2 separate regions of the Mus musculus genome follow, and region 2 is linked to region 1. A link is a contact called in public Hi-C data. All regions are on one chromosome and are shown on one strand. The core of a region is the stretch at or near the end of the contact, and the rest is flanking DNA. Distances in the headings are between cores, read along the strand shown. Region 1 has its middle 28 kb from the start of 4930563I02Rik. Region 2 overlaps Spata13 (spermatogenesis associated 13).

Region 1 (7,611 bases), core at 433-2,932:
CGATGTTCTTCATTCTGGTCTTTTTACGTCCTTTGCCCACATTTGGTTCTGATTGTTTTTTCCTACGGTTGAAGTCATGAATTCTCTTTATACTTTGGATACTCATCCTTTGTCGGATGTCTGGCTTGCAGTAAACGTCTTCTCTGTTCTCTAGGTTGCTTTTTTACTGTTGATAAGTCTTTTGATACACAGCCCCATTTTAATTCTAACCAAGCCCAAGTTGTCTGACTTTTCCTTTATTAACTGTGCCTTTGGTGCTATCCGAGAAAGCCTGGCCAAATGCAATACACAAAGTTCATTTTTCACAGTTTAATAAAACCCTAATAACTGGGAAGCAGATTGACATTTTCTTGCTGTAACACTACATACAGAATCATTCATATATATATGTGTGTGTGTGTGTGTGTGTGTGTGTGTGTGTATGTATGTATGTATATATATATATACATATAAATATATATATCAAATGAAAATGTAGAATTTTCTGCTCTAATAATTATGACAAATGTTAAGTTCAGGTGTAAATTTACATTTATTTTGACATGAAAAGTGTTTTAGGAAAAGAAACTATTTTCCTGACATATTGAAGGACAAATAGACCCTTCCTTTTTCCTTCAAGGCTTTCCAGTGACAGAAACTCTCTCTTATGAGACACTCCTGTCAGCCAAGTCAGCCAAAGCGCCCCCGACTCCATTCTCACAACCCGAAGCAGGAAGAAGTACATGCCAGGCAAAGGGAGAAGAGACTGAGTGTGTGTGTGACTGTATCCCCCTCACAACAGGAAGATAACATTGACCCCTAAAGTGTCTAAGCCGGAAGTGATTTTATCCCAGGTGAGAGAGAAGAGGCATGTTCTGTGTGGGAAGGACTCACAATCCTCCTGCCTCAGACTCTCAAGTGGTAGGACTGCAGATGTGTGTCGCTGGGCCAGATGGAGTTCTTAAAGCAGGGCCTTGCATGGGCCTTGAAGTTCTGCTCCTTCTGAAAGCCACGTTTCTTCTTTGCATGTGTTGTCCGGTGAATAATCTGTTCTGACCCCATCTTGAGGGATCAAGTGTGAAGAGCCCTCTCGTTTTCCTAAGCAATCTCTATTTCTCTTTTGTTACTCTCAAATATGTAGACAGTCCTAGTCCTTGGTGACCGATGGCTGTTACGTTCCTTCCTTCTGCTGTCTGTACGTCCTCTTGCTCGGTTTTCAAGTGTGTCTGTCTGTCTTTTGCATCAGTCTGCAATACTTTTCTCTTGTCTACTTGCTGGCTTCCTCTTTCATCTTCCCCTTGCCCCCCTTAGCTTTGAGTTCAATGCTTGCTTTCTTCAGCTTCTAAAGATAAAAAACTCACATCCCTCTGTTGAATTTCCTGTGGCTGTGACCAAATGCCTGACAGAAGTATTTCTTGAGGAGACATTTGCTTTGGCTTGTCATCTCAGTGGGTTTAACCCATCATGAAGGAGAAGACAGGCAGGTGGGAGCTGAGGCTGGTCACACTGCAGCGGCTGACAGGAAGTGGAGACTGGGACCTGATGTGGCCATCATCTGTCCCCATCTTCATTCCCCAGCCCAGATCTGCCTTTAACTTTTATACAAACGTCAAAACTCAAGTGTTCCCTTGAAGGCTAGAGACGTCTAAAGAAGAGAGCTCTTTCCAGCACCCTCCCCCGCCCAACTGCCCTGATGTTCTGTGGTTAGTGCTGCTACTGTCTCTATCTTGTGCTTGTCATGGTATCTTTTCAGTGCCACAGCAGAGTGCTTTAGGTGTTCCCCAGGGAAACTGAGTCCTTCAGCCTGGCTTCTGTCCCCCAAGCTCATCACCCTTCAGCACACAATGCACACCTTGTTTCTTTTTACCTTCCAGCACTTGACACTGAACACTTAATTTTGTCTTGGTAGACTTTAATACATTGTTTCTTTTATCTAGAAGGCTGTTCTGTGATCTTGAGAGTTATTTGTTGTTCTTAAGATTGGGGCCTAGTCATTTCCCCACTATGGGCATTGCCCTGCTTGGGCTTGCTACCCTTGAACACGCCATCTTGTGTGAGGCTGGGCACACAAACTCCTGATGGTGTGCACTTGAAACTCTTTGTTCTTGTCTCCTTAACCCTCAAGAAGGGCAGTGCCTGTCCCCAGAATCTCTATCCCCCAGCATGTACTATTCCTAGCTCAGAGTGGACCTGGTTTTATTGACTAAGTTGAGGCATGCTGACTGGAGTCAAGTATTGATTTTTTTTTTTAAACATTTTAGCCCAAGTCTCCATCCTCATGTACTTGCAAAAACCCCTAGACTACTTCTTAGTCATAGAGTACAGAAGGAAAAGACAATTTAAAGAGGCTACTGGGAAAGGAGGGAGGAGGACTCCCTAGTCTCAAACAGCACAATTGGGGTTCCTGTAGAGAATGGCTGGGCACAGAGAGGAGTGGTGGGGTAGAGGAGGCAGGAACCTGCAGTGCTTGGTTGGTCAGTGGAAGCCCAAGAAACCCTATGGACCAAGAGTGTGGGATGCTAGGGGCAGGGCTCCTATGGCTACATAGTAGGGTACGAGGTGAGCAGGGTGAAGAGCAAGGTTAAGCTTCCTTGATAGAATCACTGCTCCGTTATTCAGTGGGAGCTGAAGCAGCTGATAAGTCATAAGATGATGGGATATAGAGTAAAGGTAATAGGTGTCTGTGGGATTGTCTGAGGTGTCTCTCTCCCTCCCTCCCTTCCCTCCATCTCCCCTCCCTCTCCCTCTCCTTCTTCTTTCTTCTCTCCATTTGCCTTTCAGATTCTCCAGAGTACATTGAGTCTGGAGACTCCAGAGGTGGTGGTGATGCTGGTGGCCCTGTGCTCAGGCTGGCCTCCATACTGGCTGCCATTGTCACCAAATGCCCCCCTCTTGTCCATGTGTCCAGGCCACCACCCTCTTCTCCTGACCATGCCTCTCTCACAGGAAAGTCAGTTAGGCTACTTCAGAATGCACCGTGTATACATCTTCTGACATTGGTGACTCAGTAGAGAATGTGTGCTGCTGGGCACCACCCACCTTTCACCTAAGCAGCTCCAGTGAGAAAAGGGGGTCAGCATGTGCTTATACACAGTTGCATGTGAGTTTCTCAGACTGCTGCCCTGCCCTCAGCAAGAGCCTTGCAGCAGACAGTCCCCCTGAGCTAGTGAGTTTGTTAACTGGTCAGGGTGAAATGGCTCTTCCTGAGGCTCACAGGCTTGGGGGTGGGATTATTTGGCTTCATTCTGCAGGAACAGAAGAATCACATTGGTAGCCTTGCCTCATCTTCCAAGGAGACTGCAGTATTGAATCACCGGGTATTTTTATGAGGTTTCTCACTGAGTGAAATATTTATTATGGGAAGAACATTATAAATTCAAAATTTATCTAAAACAAATCTGTCTGACTAGAGCGGAACTTTTTTTTTTTTTGGCTAAGCAGAAAAGAGTGAGCGGATTCTTTGGCTGCTCTGTGTGGGAGGCTTGGAGGTTGATACAACTTTTATTTTCTTAACCTAATCTAGAGAACAGTGGGGTGGCTAAGAAGTTCCTAAGTAATTATTCACATGTCAAATGCTCATTTCAAATTGCTTTTCAGATTAAATGAGTCAAGTACAACTTGAACTTTTTTCTAATTCACATTTCTCCTCTTGTTTAAATACCATAAAGACTTAGGTTTCAATCAATAACACTTTTAGCATAACTCAGTTTATTATGCCACTCCTTCTTAGCTGCTAGTTAAGAGGTGTTTTAATAGATCTTAGAGCCCCCCTCTCTTTAAAGATGCTTGTATAGGATTGTATAGGAATTGTATATATTTATGGTACAGTGTGACATTTTGGATCAAGTATACCATGTGTAATGACCAGGTCCGGTTTGTGGGTTTTTTTTTTCTTCCTGAAAGAATTTTAGCTTTTAAGTTGACTAAAATTTAGCTGCACTGGATTAGAGAAACACCAACTATTTTTTGTTTGTTTGTTTGTTTGTTTTACTCATTTATAACACTTAAATGGGCTTCATGTAGATAAGTTTAATTAAAGTGTTCCTTCAGGATAATAAAATCATTTCTTATGTTTCTCAACTATGGACAGTTGTAAGAAAATTCCTTGTGATTTCTGTAAGTTAAATCTGTAGACAAAATGTGAATCTTTTCACAGAATCAGTTGCAACTTCAAAAGTCTGTATTTGACCATTTCCCATTTGACTTGTTTCTCGTCTGTATATCTTTCCTGTTACTCCACTTGGTGGTTTTAATTGTGTGTGTGTGTGTGTGTTGTATGATATGTGCATCTACTTTTCTAACATAAATATTTAAGCTATAAATGTCTATGTGGAAGCACATAATTTTTGACGTTTATTTATGTTCAGTCTATAATCGCTCCCTGCATTCTCTCTGAATGTTCCCTGATTTTCAAGTGTATGTAAATTTTTCAAAGAGCTGTTGATCTCTTTCTAGCTGGAGGAGAGAATGCATCCTCTCAGTGTTTTCCATGCAGAGACGGTAGGTGATAGTACTGGCGGAGGTCTGCCTTGCCAGGCAGTGTGCCCCTCCTTTGTTAGAGTTATCTACAGGTGTCCTTTGTGTAAAGGTGCTGTATGGTGGTTGTGCTCAGCCTTCTGGCTTTGGAAGAAGTTCAGTAGTGGCTGGTGTGTAGCTGTGTCTCAGTCTACTTCCCCATGTGGAAAGATTCCTTTCCTTCGATATTTGTTAATAGATGCCAAATTACTTATTTATATTGCTGTGATAAACACCACGGCCAAAAGCAACTTGGGGAGGAAAGGGTTGATTTATAAGTCCTTTGAGGGAAAGCAGGACAGGAACTCAAGGTAGGATTGTGGAGGCAGAAACTGAAGAAGGAATGCAGCTTACCATTTTGCTCATTTTCATTTTCTTAGTCAACCCAGGAGCACCTGTGTAGGGTTAGCACCACCCACAGTGGGCTATGCCCTTCTACATCAATCATTAATTAAGAAAACATCTCACAGGCTAGCTCACAGGCCAGTCTTACAAAGGTGTTTTATCACTTGTGGTACCCTCTACTCAGATAATTCTAGTGTGTATTAAATTGACAAAGCAAAAGAAACAAAAGCAGTAAGAGTTGTTCATTCCTCTTTGGAACTGACCCATTGATCATTATGAACTGAGTCTTTAACTCCGATAGTCTTTCTTATTCTAAAACCTACCTAACTTCCTGGTCCTCTGGCTCTTACATTCTTTCTGCTCCCTCTTCAATAATGTCACCTGAGCCTTTGATGTAGGATAGCAGTTGTACAGTAGATGTCTCAGTTGTGTTGAACACAGCGGTCTGTTGAACTCTGCATTGTGGATTTCTGTAAGAGTTTCCATCTGCTACATAGAGAAGTTTCTTTAATGAGTAGTAAGAACGACACTTATCTGTGGATAAGGATACATTTTTTTTTTAGAATGGAGTTAGCAATTATCCTGGTTTAGGAAGCTGAAAGTAGTAGGATTGCCTCTAGGACCCATGACCTTACCAGCCACTGATGCTTGGCTAGATTTACAGTATTGACTGTGAATCTCCTCTTATTGAGAGGCCTTAATTCTAATCATACAGCTGCTGATTATCCCCAAGATGCACCATTGTGGAAATCTTGATGGACTGATCATTCTCTTTTTTTTAATTAGGTATTTTCCTCAATGACATTTCCAATGCTATCTCAAAAGTCCCCCATACCCCCCCCACCCCCTACCCACCCACTCCCACTTTTGGCCCTGGTGTTCTCCTGTACTGAGGCATATAAAGTTTGCATGCCCAATGGGCCTCTCTTTCCAGTGATGGCCGACTATGCCATCTTTTGATACATATGCAGCTAGAGTCAAGAGCTCCGGGGTATTGGTTAGTTCATATTGTTGTTCCACCTATAGGGTTGCAGATCCCTTTAGCTTCTTGGGTATTTTCTCTAGCTTCTCCATTGGGGGCCCTGTGATCCATCCAATAGCTGACTGTGAGCATCCACTTCTGTGTTTGCTAGGCCCCGGAGTAGTCTCACAAGAGACAGCTATATCAGGGTCCTTTCAGAAAAATCTTGCTAGTGTATGCAATGGTGTCAGCATTTGGAGGCTGATTATGGGATGGATCCCTGGATATGGCAGTCTCTAGATGGTCCATCCTTTTGTCTCAGCTCCAAACTTTGTCTCTGTAACTCCTTCCATGGGTGTTTTGTTTCCAATTCTAAGAAGGGGCAAAGTGTCCACACTTTGGTCTTCGTTGTTCTTGAGTTTCATGTGTTTTGCAAATTGTAACTTATATCTTGGGTATTCTAAGTTTCTGGGCTAATATCCACTTATCAGTGAGTACATATCATTTGAGTTCTTTTGTTATTGGGTTACCTCAGTCAGGATGATACCCTCCAGGTCCATCCATTTGCCTAGGAATTTCATAAATTCATTCTTTTTAATAGCTGAGTAGTACTCCATTTGCAAATGTACCACATTTTTTGTATCCATTCCTCTGTTGAGGGGCATCTGGGTTCTTTCCAGCTTCTGGCTATTATAAATAAGGCTGCTATGAACATAGTGGAGCATATTTCTTTTTTACTAGTTGGAATATCTTCTGGATATATGCCCAGGAGAGGTATTGTGGGATCCTCCGGTAGTACCATTGGACTGATCATTCTTGTGGACCATAGGTTTTATCACTGTGTAGGAATTGCCCCTCCCCCACCCCTCCCCCATTGGCAAGTTGCATAGCACCACCTGATACTATGAGAGTTCATTGTCAGAGAGGAGGCTGTTTATCAGTTCCAGATCAGTTGCTCAAAATCTTGTGACTGAAGTATGTGATATCTGCAATAATAGTCTTACCTTCAGGTCCTAGGAAGAAGCCAAGGGCAACTGTACCAGGGACTTCCAGTGGCTCGTGCTGAGGAATCAAAGTTGAATTCAAGATTTAATAGCATTAGGGAACTCCAGGCAATACAGCTCAAGAGCCCTTTACTGAGCTTCTCTGAAGCTTTTTTTCCCCCAAGATGATGCAGGGTTCAAAGCAGAGATAGAGAAAGAATGAAAACCATACAGATGATCAGGTATGCTCATGATACAGCAGGTCTCATGGACAAATGGGGGTGCTTGCATGATGCACTTTAGTGTGCTAAGCTGCATTGCTAAAGAGGAGTGGAGGAAACACCTTGCCTAGGTCATTCCTTGGCTTGGGGAGGCAATCATCTCAGGGGAGTAAGCAAAGCTCTATGGGAACAGGGTTCACACAGCAGGATAGTGTAGGAAAGTATTATATGCAGGCTACATAGCAGGCTACACTGTTTGCAGTGGCTCTCTTGGACTCCCTCCCCTGAACCAATATCACCAAGAGACGTTTCAGTTGTTGGCACTGTGGTTTTTGTTAGGTAGTCTATGACTTTTAGGGAGAGCATTATTACCTTAGTGACTTAACATCATCATGCATATATATGTATATATATATATATATATATATATATATATATAATAAAAATTAAATTTCCCTGTGTCTTTTCCAAACATCCTTAATGTCACTTATTCCTATCCCTTTATTCTCTAGTCTTACCATCCACTCCCTTCCCCAGTTAGAATCTCCCTCTGTTTTCCCCATTTCTCCCTTTCTCATCTCAAGAGCACCTCCCCCTGGTCCCTCTT
Region 2 (7,629 bases), core at 3,003-5,502, 610 kb before region 1:
TGTTCTCCCAAAAGGACCTGAGTTCAATTTCCAGCACCACATGGCAACTCACAACTGTGTGCAATTCCAGTTCCAGGGGATCTTACACCCTCACACGGACATACATGCAGGCAAAACACCAATGTACACAAATAAATAAGAAATTGTTAAACTCAAACAAATATCAACCAAAAAAAAAAATCCCATATCACACAGGCCATTGCTCTGGTCACATGATACATTTCATCATACAATCAGGAGAGCAGGAGAGCCCTCACTTGGTGCTGGCAGCTTGGCACTGAAACTCCTGGCCTCCAGAACAACTGGAAATAAATTTCATTTAGTTAAAAACCAGACAAGGAAAAAAATAACCAGACAAGGGGCTTGAGACCTGGCTCAGTGGTCCAGAGAACTGGTTGCTTTCCCTGATAACCAGGTATAATTCCCAGCATCCACACGGTGTCTCACAACCATCTATAACTCCAGGATCAGGGATCTGATGTCCTCTTGGATATCATGGGCACATGTGGTTAACATACATGTATGCAGGCAAAATAGCCATACACATTAAAACAAAACAAAACAAAATAAACAACCTAAAATAAAGGCAAAGCAAGACCAAGTCAGTTTCAAATCTTTCCTTTAAAAGACGCCGTATGACTGGAAGGAGTGTGGCTCAGGGATGGTGAACTTGCTTTGCATGTGTGAGGCCTAGACCAAGCAATGAGAGATGCCGTCTCAAAAATAAAGTGAAGAGAATGAGGAAGAAATCCAGTGTTGGTTTCTGGCCTCCCCACATGCACACACACTTGCGCAGGTGTGTGCACACCTACACAGGCTGAGGGGAAGAAGCGATCACAGAACAAAGTGGTTTGACTTTAGGGCTTTTTAAAAACATGAGGATTACAGCCTACATTTGCCGGTGGATGACGGGGGTGGGGAACCCTCAAGCAGGGTGAAAATTAAAGTCTTGTCCTTCTGCGTTTCCAGAGGTCCTGAGTTCAGTTCTCAGAACCCATATGGTGGCTCACAACCATCTGTAATGGGACCGATGCCCTCTTCTGGTGTGTCTGAATGCAGCTACAATGTATTCACATACTATATCTATATCTATATCTATATCTATATCTATATCTATACCCATACCCATACCCATACCCATACCCATCTATCTATCTATCTATCTATCTATCTATCTATCTATCTATCTATCTATCTATCTATCTCTCACATACTGATAGCAAACACTAAAAGAAAGTCAGCCAGGCATGGTGGCACAGGTCTTGTTTGAAGGTTTGAAGGAGAAACATTCCCCAGAGATTCAGGCATTTCAAGGCTCGGGTCACTAGTTGGAGGTGCTTTTCAGGAAGGTTTAGTAGGTGCCATCCTTCTGATGGAATGTGTCACTGCGGGTGGGCTCTCAGAGTACAGAGTCTCACCTGTTTGTTTCCAGTTGGCTCTCTCTGCTTCGTGTTTGTGTTTGGAGACGTGGTACTTCAGCCTCCTACTCCTACTGACCTGCCCCGTGCTTGAGGCGATGTCTCTCCACAGTGACTGGACTCACCCCTCTGGCACCATAAGCCAAATAAATTCTTCCCACTAAGTTGCCTTGTGTTATTGAGTAACAGAAAATGAACTAATATAGAAAGTGGGACCAGAAAGAGGGCTGCTGATGTGAGGAAGAAGCTAGCCACGTTATTTTCTGGAAGATGTTGAACTAAAAAAGTGGTTGAATGCCGTGAGCCATGCTCAGCAGAAAGACAGCAGTGCTGAGAGCTACATGGATGATGGAGCCCAGTGCAAGATGCTTCAGAGGGGAAAGATACCATCAACTGGGCTAGAAGCTACTCATAGGACATTTGGCAAAGAATCTGGCTGACTTTTGCCTGTGACCTGAGAACTTCCCTGGGTTAAGTTAAAAAAGTAATGGACTATTTCTCTGGTGAAGGACATGTCAAGACTGTTTAATATCGAGTTTGTAGTAGAGTTACTTTTTAAAGAATGCTTATGAAGATCCACAATAAAAAAAAAATTACACAATCTACAGTTTGGAGAGACATTTCCAAAGCATAAGGCTGCAATCTTAGGTTAACAGCATGAACAAGAAGCCTAAGGCGCCTCAATGGGAAGAGGAAAAGGTGTCCTCAGGCAAGACCCCATCCAACTAAATTTCCAAACTGAAAGAGAGCCTAAGAGAGCCAAACTGAAAGATAGAAAATAGCTCTCTTCGAGACTAAAAGTGTAAAAAGTCGCTGCTAATGAGATTCAAGTGGGGCAGGGTCCATTCCAAGTGGCAGCCAAACTTGGCAGTGTTGTCCACATGGTGGTGGCTTTAGAGGCATGAAGGGTTTAAGAGTGAAGGCCATTCATTCTTCCTCCTCAGTTTCAGAGAGCCATGTAAGACAGGCCTCTGCGTGAAGGCTGAGAGGGTGGGAAGCTGTGAGAGGCTATTGTATGAAGCTGAGGAAATGAAGCCTGGTGTGCAGCGGAGACTCCAGATGTTGAAGATGCCAGAGTTGTGAGACATCTGCGGGGGAGAGCTACACACAGGGGGTGAAACCAGCCAGAATGAGAGAAAAAGGAAGAGAGAGGAAGAGGGAAGTATGAGGAGACGAGGAGACAGAGACTGTAGGTAGCTAGAGGGGTACAGACATCTAAAGCCTTTGACACCAGACATGGAGCTACAGAGTTTGGTATTTGTTTTGCTGGATTTCAGTCTTGCTATGGTCTATTCTTTGCCCTCGATGTCCCCATTCCTCCCTTTTGGAATGGTAATATATATTTTGTGGCATTCATTATATGTTGAAGTATGTAATTTCCTTTTTGATCTTAGTAGAGGGTGTATTTATGAGATGGCTTCAGTCTCAGAGGAGACTTTGGACTTTTAAAAAGCTCTGAGATTGTGAAAGACAGTGAGAGACCTTGAAGTTGGATTGAAAGCACATTGCATTATATGATTATAGGGGTGAGGGAGTGGAACATAGTGGTTAAAATAAGAAATGTCTCCCAGGGGCTCAGGCATTTAAATACCAGCCCAAATTCATTCAAAATAAATAAATGAAAGTAAAATTGTAAGCCAGCATCTGCCGGCTTAAAGTAGCTCTCACCTATCATTCCAGCACAAGAGAAATCTGAGGCAGGGGGACTGCCTCCAGTTACAGATGAAGGATACACTTGACTTCTTTATCTTCTTTTCAGTGTCTCTCCAGTTACTTAAAACCCTATGCCTATGTGATCTGGATTAAGTGCCAGCAAGCTCTACTCCAGACTTCTTCAGTGGAACAGCTGAGCTAGGCAGAAGTCCCTAAGCACACACACTCAGGCCTCCCGTTCCTTCTCTGTAAGATCAATCCAGTCATGGGGACCATGACTGTGTGTGTGTGTGTGTCCTTCCTAGGGTGTTTAATCTTCTCTGTTCTTTAAAAGTCACTTTCCGAAACTTGGAAATCAAACACACGGTCTTCTGAGATGGTTCTCCTTTTCGATTCGACTTTACAGTGACTGGAACAAACACTAGACATAAAACAGAGACTGTTTGAAGTGCTAGAAGATGGGAAGCTATGGATGAGTTTGCTGCAAAGGGTTAAATTCCGGGCTGGACACAGCAGCGCATGTTTATAACCCCAGCACTGGGGAGGCTGATGCAGGAGTGAGGGTTCAGGCCGGCCTGGGTTACATAAAAAAGCAAGACCCTGTACCTTATAAAAATAATAAAAAGTTAAAATCTTTATCATGTTTTTCTGAGACAGAGAGAGAACACTCTGTTCCTTTTTAAAACCCTTGATTATGGGCAACGATAAGCCACGAAATACCAGCTAGGAGTGGCTACTAGAGCCCACAGAATCTCAGCCTAGAGGCAGCAGGCTTCAGGCAGTTATGGCCTGTTCCTAATCCTCTCTTTGAAAGGAAGCAGCACAATTTCTGGATTCCTAGGACTCTGTGGAATCCACACTATCTCCCAACTGGGGACAGCATTCTACTATCCAGTCTTAGCAGCCAGCAAAGCACTAACAGCAAGGATGTGCCTGCAGATAAGCAATCGGATTCATCCTCTTTTACAAGTTAAGTACAGCCAATACCACACATAATCCCTTGGTATGCAGTATAAGGCCGGCAGGGAAAGGGATGATGGGCTAGGACACGTGACCTCTACACCTGACAAAGCTGGGGTCACCCGCAGCCTTAACCAACTGTCCTTACAGCCTAGTTACTGCCACCCTCTTCAGATGCTTAAGCAACTCAGATCAGATTTCCTATTTCCTCCCCCTCCCACACCCGACACACCCACCTGACTCTGTAGTCTGGGCTAGCTTTGAATTTGTGGCAGTTCTGTCATGGTGTTCTAATGTCTGGGATTATAGGTGTAAACCACCCTGTCTGGCTAGGACTGTCCAGGAAAATTTTTGAAAAAGCAGCATAAAGGGAGTGCAGGAGCAGGCTGTGCCAAGAGAGGCAGGCTGTAACTCCAGCAGGGTGGGTATGGAGGGGCACGCTGTAACCCTAGGGCTTAGGAGTTGGAGACAGGAGGGCAACTTCAGGGCCATCCTGGGGTCATACATAGTGAGACTGCCTCAAGACAGCAAATGAGGCTGGCAAGACGGCTGGCTCACTGGGTAAAGTCACCTACCACAGGGCCTGGCCTCCTGATTTGATCTCTGGAAGCCATATGAGACCCAGGATCCCACACATTCTGCCCTTACCTCCAGGTGTATGCTCACAACATACAAATACTTTAAAAAACAACAAAGAAAGAAATAAAAGCACGCACGCCTTGAATAATAATGATATTACAGATCAAGCCAAAAGGATTTCCCGGAGCCATGCTAGGCAACCATTTTTCAGCCCAGGCTGGTCTCAAACTCATAATCTCTGGCATACTAAGACAGTCAGTCATGCATCCCAATGCCTTGCCAACAGCTATGACTTGGAGGAGTCACAAAGGTGTTTCATACTTACCTGAATCTGCCCACACATGTGAGACCCACACCACAAGCACTGGACACAGCCTTTCTCTTTTGCCCTTCGTTCTAATAAAATGCCAAATGGAGTCTCGGGATAATAAAATTTTAGGTGATTCATGGCCAATTATGTGGTTACTCAGGTTTTGGGTCACAAGAATCAAAGGAAAAGATTCAGTGAAGATTTCCCCTAATAACCTGAGTATACGTATTTTAAATTAGCTCCAGCTATATCTGAGTGTCGTACCCAGAGCTCTAAGCCACTCTGTAGAGAGGGCAGCTTGTCCAGAATGGGCCACTGGCAGGTGTGGTCGAATAAGCTGCTGAAAGGCTCACTGCTCACGCCCCTGTGGGATGTTCCTAGGTCATCACCATAGTTACTCACACTGTGCCAGGCCAGGTTTCTGGCTCTGAGTCAGAGATTAAGTCAGTTCTCTTTACGGATGGTTTAAGACTCTGAGATAAGTAACTTGGCCCTGGCCAGGAGGACTCAGTGGAAGAGGGGGATCCTATGTTGGCTTTTTGAGACAACAGTCTGTTCACCAGAAAATCGTTCCAACAGAGGTTAGGTCAGAATGATGCTAGATCAGCCGTGCAAGTCTCCTCTCCTCCCCAACTGCATTGCTTCATTCTGCTAACTGTACCAAAGAAAAACAGAAACACGTGGCCTGTTTTCTAAAACAAAAAACAAAAACGAAAACTAATATATAAATCCATTACTTTCAAAATACTAGAAGCAGATTTTTGAACATACACACACCGCTAAGGCAACGGCGGGCAAATGATCATTGTGTTGCCCAACAACTTCAAGGGCTCACAAGACTCAAGGTGCTTGGGTTCCGAGACCTACGAGGTAGGCTCCTGCACCTCTGTCCTCCACCTGCATGCCGTGACACATGCACACAAAATAGAGAAAGAAATGTAATAAAAATATTTCCAAAGACTTGTACTAAATTTAACTTTGGGTTTTAGAAGGTCTTGCTAGGTAGCCCCAGCTGCCCTTCAACTCCTGATCCTCCTGCCTCAGCCTCCTGAGTGCCTGGATGCGGACCACCAGTGCTACAGAACTTTGCAGGAAGTGGGGGGGGGGGGGTGTAACACAGCAGGAAGAGTGCTTTGCCAAGCATGGCCAGGACGCAGTGTTTGGTCCCCAGTAACACACACGCAAACACACACACACACCCCTTTGCAAAGAAATATGCTTCTATACCCGCTCACATATCAATTTATTGAACTGAAAAATTAAATAAGGGCTGGAGAGATGGCTCAGCGGTTAAGAGCACTGACTGCTCTTCCAAAGGTCCTGAGTTCAAATCCCAGCGACCACATGGTGACTCACAACCATCTGTAATGAGATCTGATGCCCTTTTCTGGTGCATCTGAAGATAGCTACAGTGTACTTAGATATAATAATAAATAAATCTTTTTAAAAAAGATTAAAAAAATCAAATAAAAACATGACACAAGGAACAAGTTCCTCTGAGTAAATCCCATCATTTTAGGGGAAGACGGGGAGCTGCATTAATACCCAGAGTATATTATTTTCTAAATTCACACAATTCAGCAACAAAAAATATCACACGGACAAAATGAAAACTAGGCAAAAATCTCAAGTGGACATGTCTGCCAAATGGCCAATCAATATATAAACATCTTATGGAAATACAGACCAGGGAGATGATGTCTCAGGGTATCAGGAGATTACATCATAACTCTAAATCAAGGCATGCCTCTATTTGGTGGTGCTGAGGAGGGAAGCTAGGACCGTGGGCATCCCGGGTCAGCTCTCCTCGGGGACTCATACGTGCGCATGCTGTTACTTGCACCAAAACCATTTAGCAAGGGTGAACATCAGCACGTTCACATTAATGAGCTCTCAGATGCAGTCCCACGGGTTAGAAGTTTCTTTAATCATTGCAAATGGATTCTTGGCACTTATAGGGTATTTTCAGCTATAAGATGAGGAGACCATCACATGGGTTCAGCAAATCATATCAACTAGTGCGATGGCGACATCCTGACCCCTCCCTGGCTGCAGTGTCCTGCTCTCCTGCAGAACCCAAAGGTTCTTTTTACTCAGGTCACCAAGCTGCTCCAGACCCTGAGCCACATAAGTGCAGGTTTTTATTCTGGCCAGTTTGTCAGCATTTGACCTTTCCTTTTTCTTTTTTCTTTCTTCTTTCTTTTTTCTTTCTCCCTTCTTTTTTTTTTTTTCGGTTTTTTCAAGACAGGGTTTCTCTGTATAGCCCTGGCTGTCCTGGAACTCACTTTGTAGACGACCTTTTTCTTGAAATGCAGTTTCCCTGTGGTGTGTCAATGCCTGGGTTCCAGCCATCTTCCCGCCTCAGCCTTTTGAGTACCTGGAAACTACAGGCACTGGGAACGGGGGCTCAATCTCCTTTGCACCAAGGAGCTCCTCCAAGCTCCTAGAGATCTACTTATCCCAACTATTTGCTATCTTTGTGACTGTCTTTTCCTGCCCCCCTCCTTCACCCCCAAACCCAGTCCAGAAAATCCTTACCTTTAGCCCGGGTCCCTCTCTCCCTCCACAGCCTTGTGATCTGGGGCTTAATAAAGTCGGAGCTGAGGGCCCCAGTTCCGCCCACAGGGCTGGGAACCTGCTCCCTGTCACCCTGGCATCACTGTCATCATGGACTCCTCCCTTGCCAACAGCATCCAGGCAATTTGCTAG

The links. A called contact is a pair of places that touch in the nucleus more often than the background predicts.
Region 2: a Hi-C map of CD4 T cells shows a contact between it and region 1, with 2.8 times the contacts expected there. The contact joins two enhancer-like sites. A contact is called at or near these places in 2 of 484 Hi-C or Micro-C datasets (CD4 T cells and regulatory T cells) and 1 of 115 datasets of contacts at active chromatin or transcription factors (memory CD8 T cells).

Annotation. Positions count from the first base shown.
Region 1 is chr14:60,112,027-60,119,637 of GRCm38.p6, reverse strand. No RefSeq gene overlaps it. Among named protein-coding and RNA genes, the nearest start is that of 4930563I02Rik, 28 kb to the right of the region's middle. Within about 2 kb of position 1,682, at least 35 of the 459 cell types and tissues checked have an H3K27ac peak or open chromatin away from gene starts, as enhancers often do. A contact at or near this core is called in memory CD8 T cells and regulatory T cells, where this site is marked.
Region 2 is chr14:60,723,969-60,731,597 of GRCm38.p6, reverse strand. All of the region lies in intron 4 of Spata13 (spermatogenesis associated 13), which reads right to left. Among named protein-coding and RNA genes, the nearest start is that of Gm34997, 40 kb to the left of the region's middle. Within about 2 kb of position 4,252, at least 64 of the 459 cell types and tissues checked have an H3K27ac peak or open chromatin away from gene starts, as enhancers often do. A contact at or near this core is called in memory CD8 T cells and regulatory T cells, where this site is marked.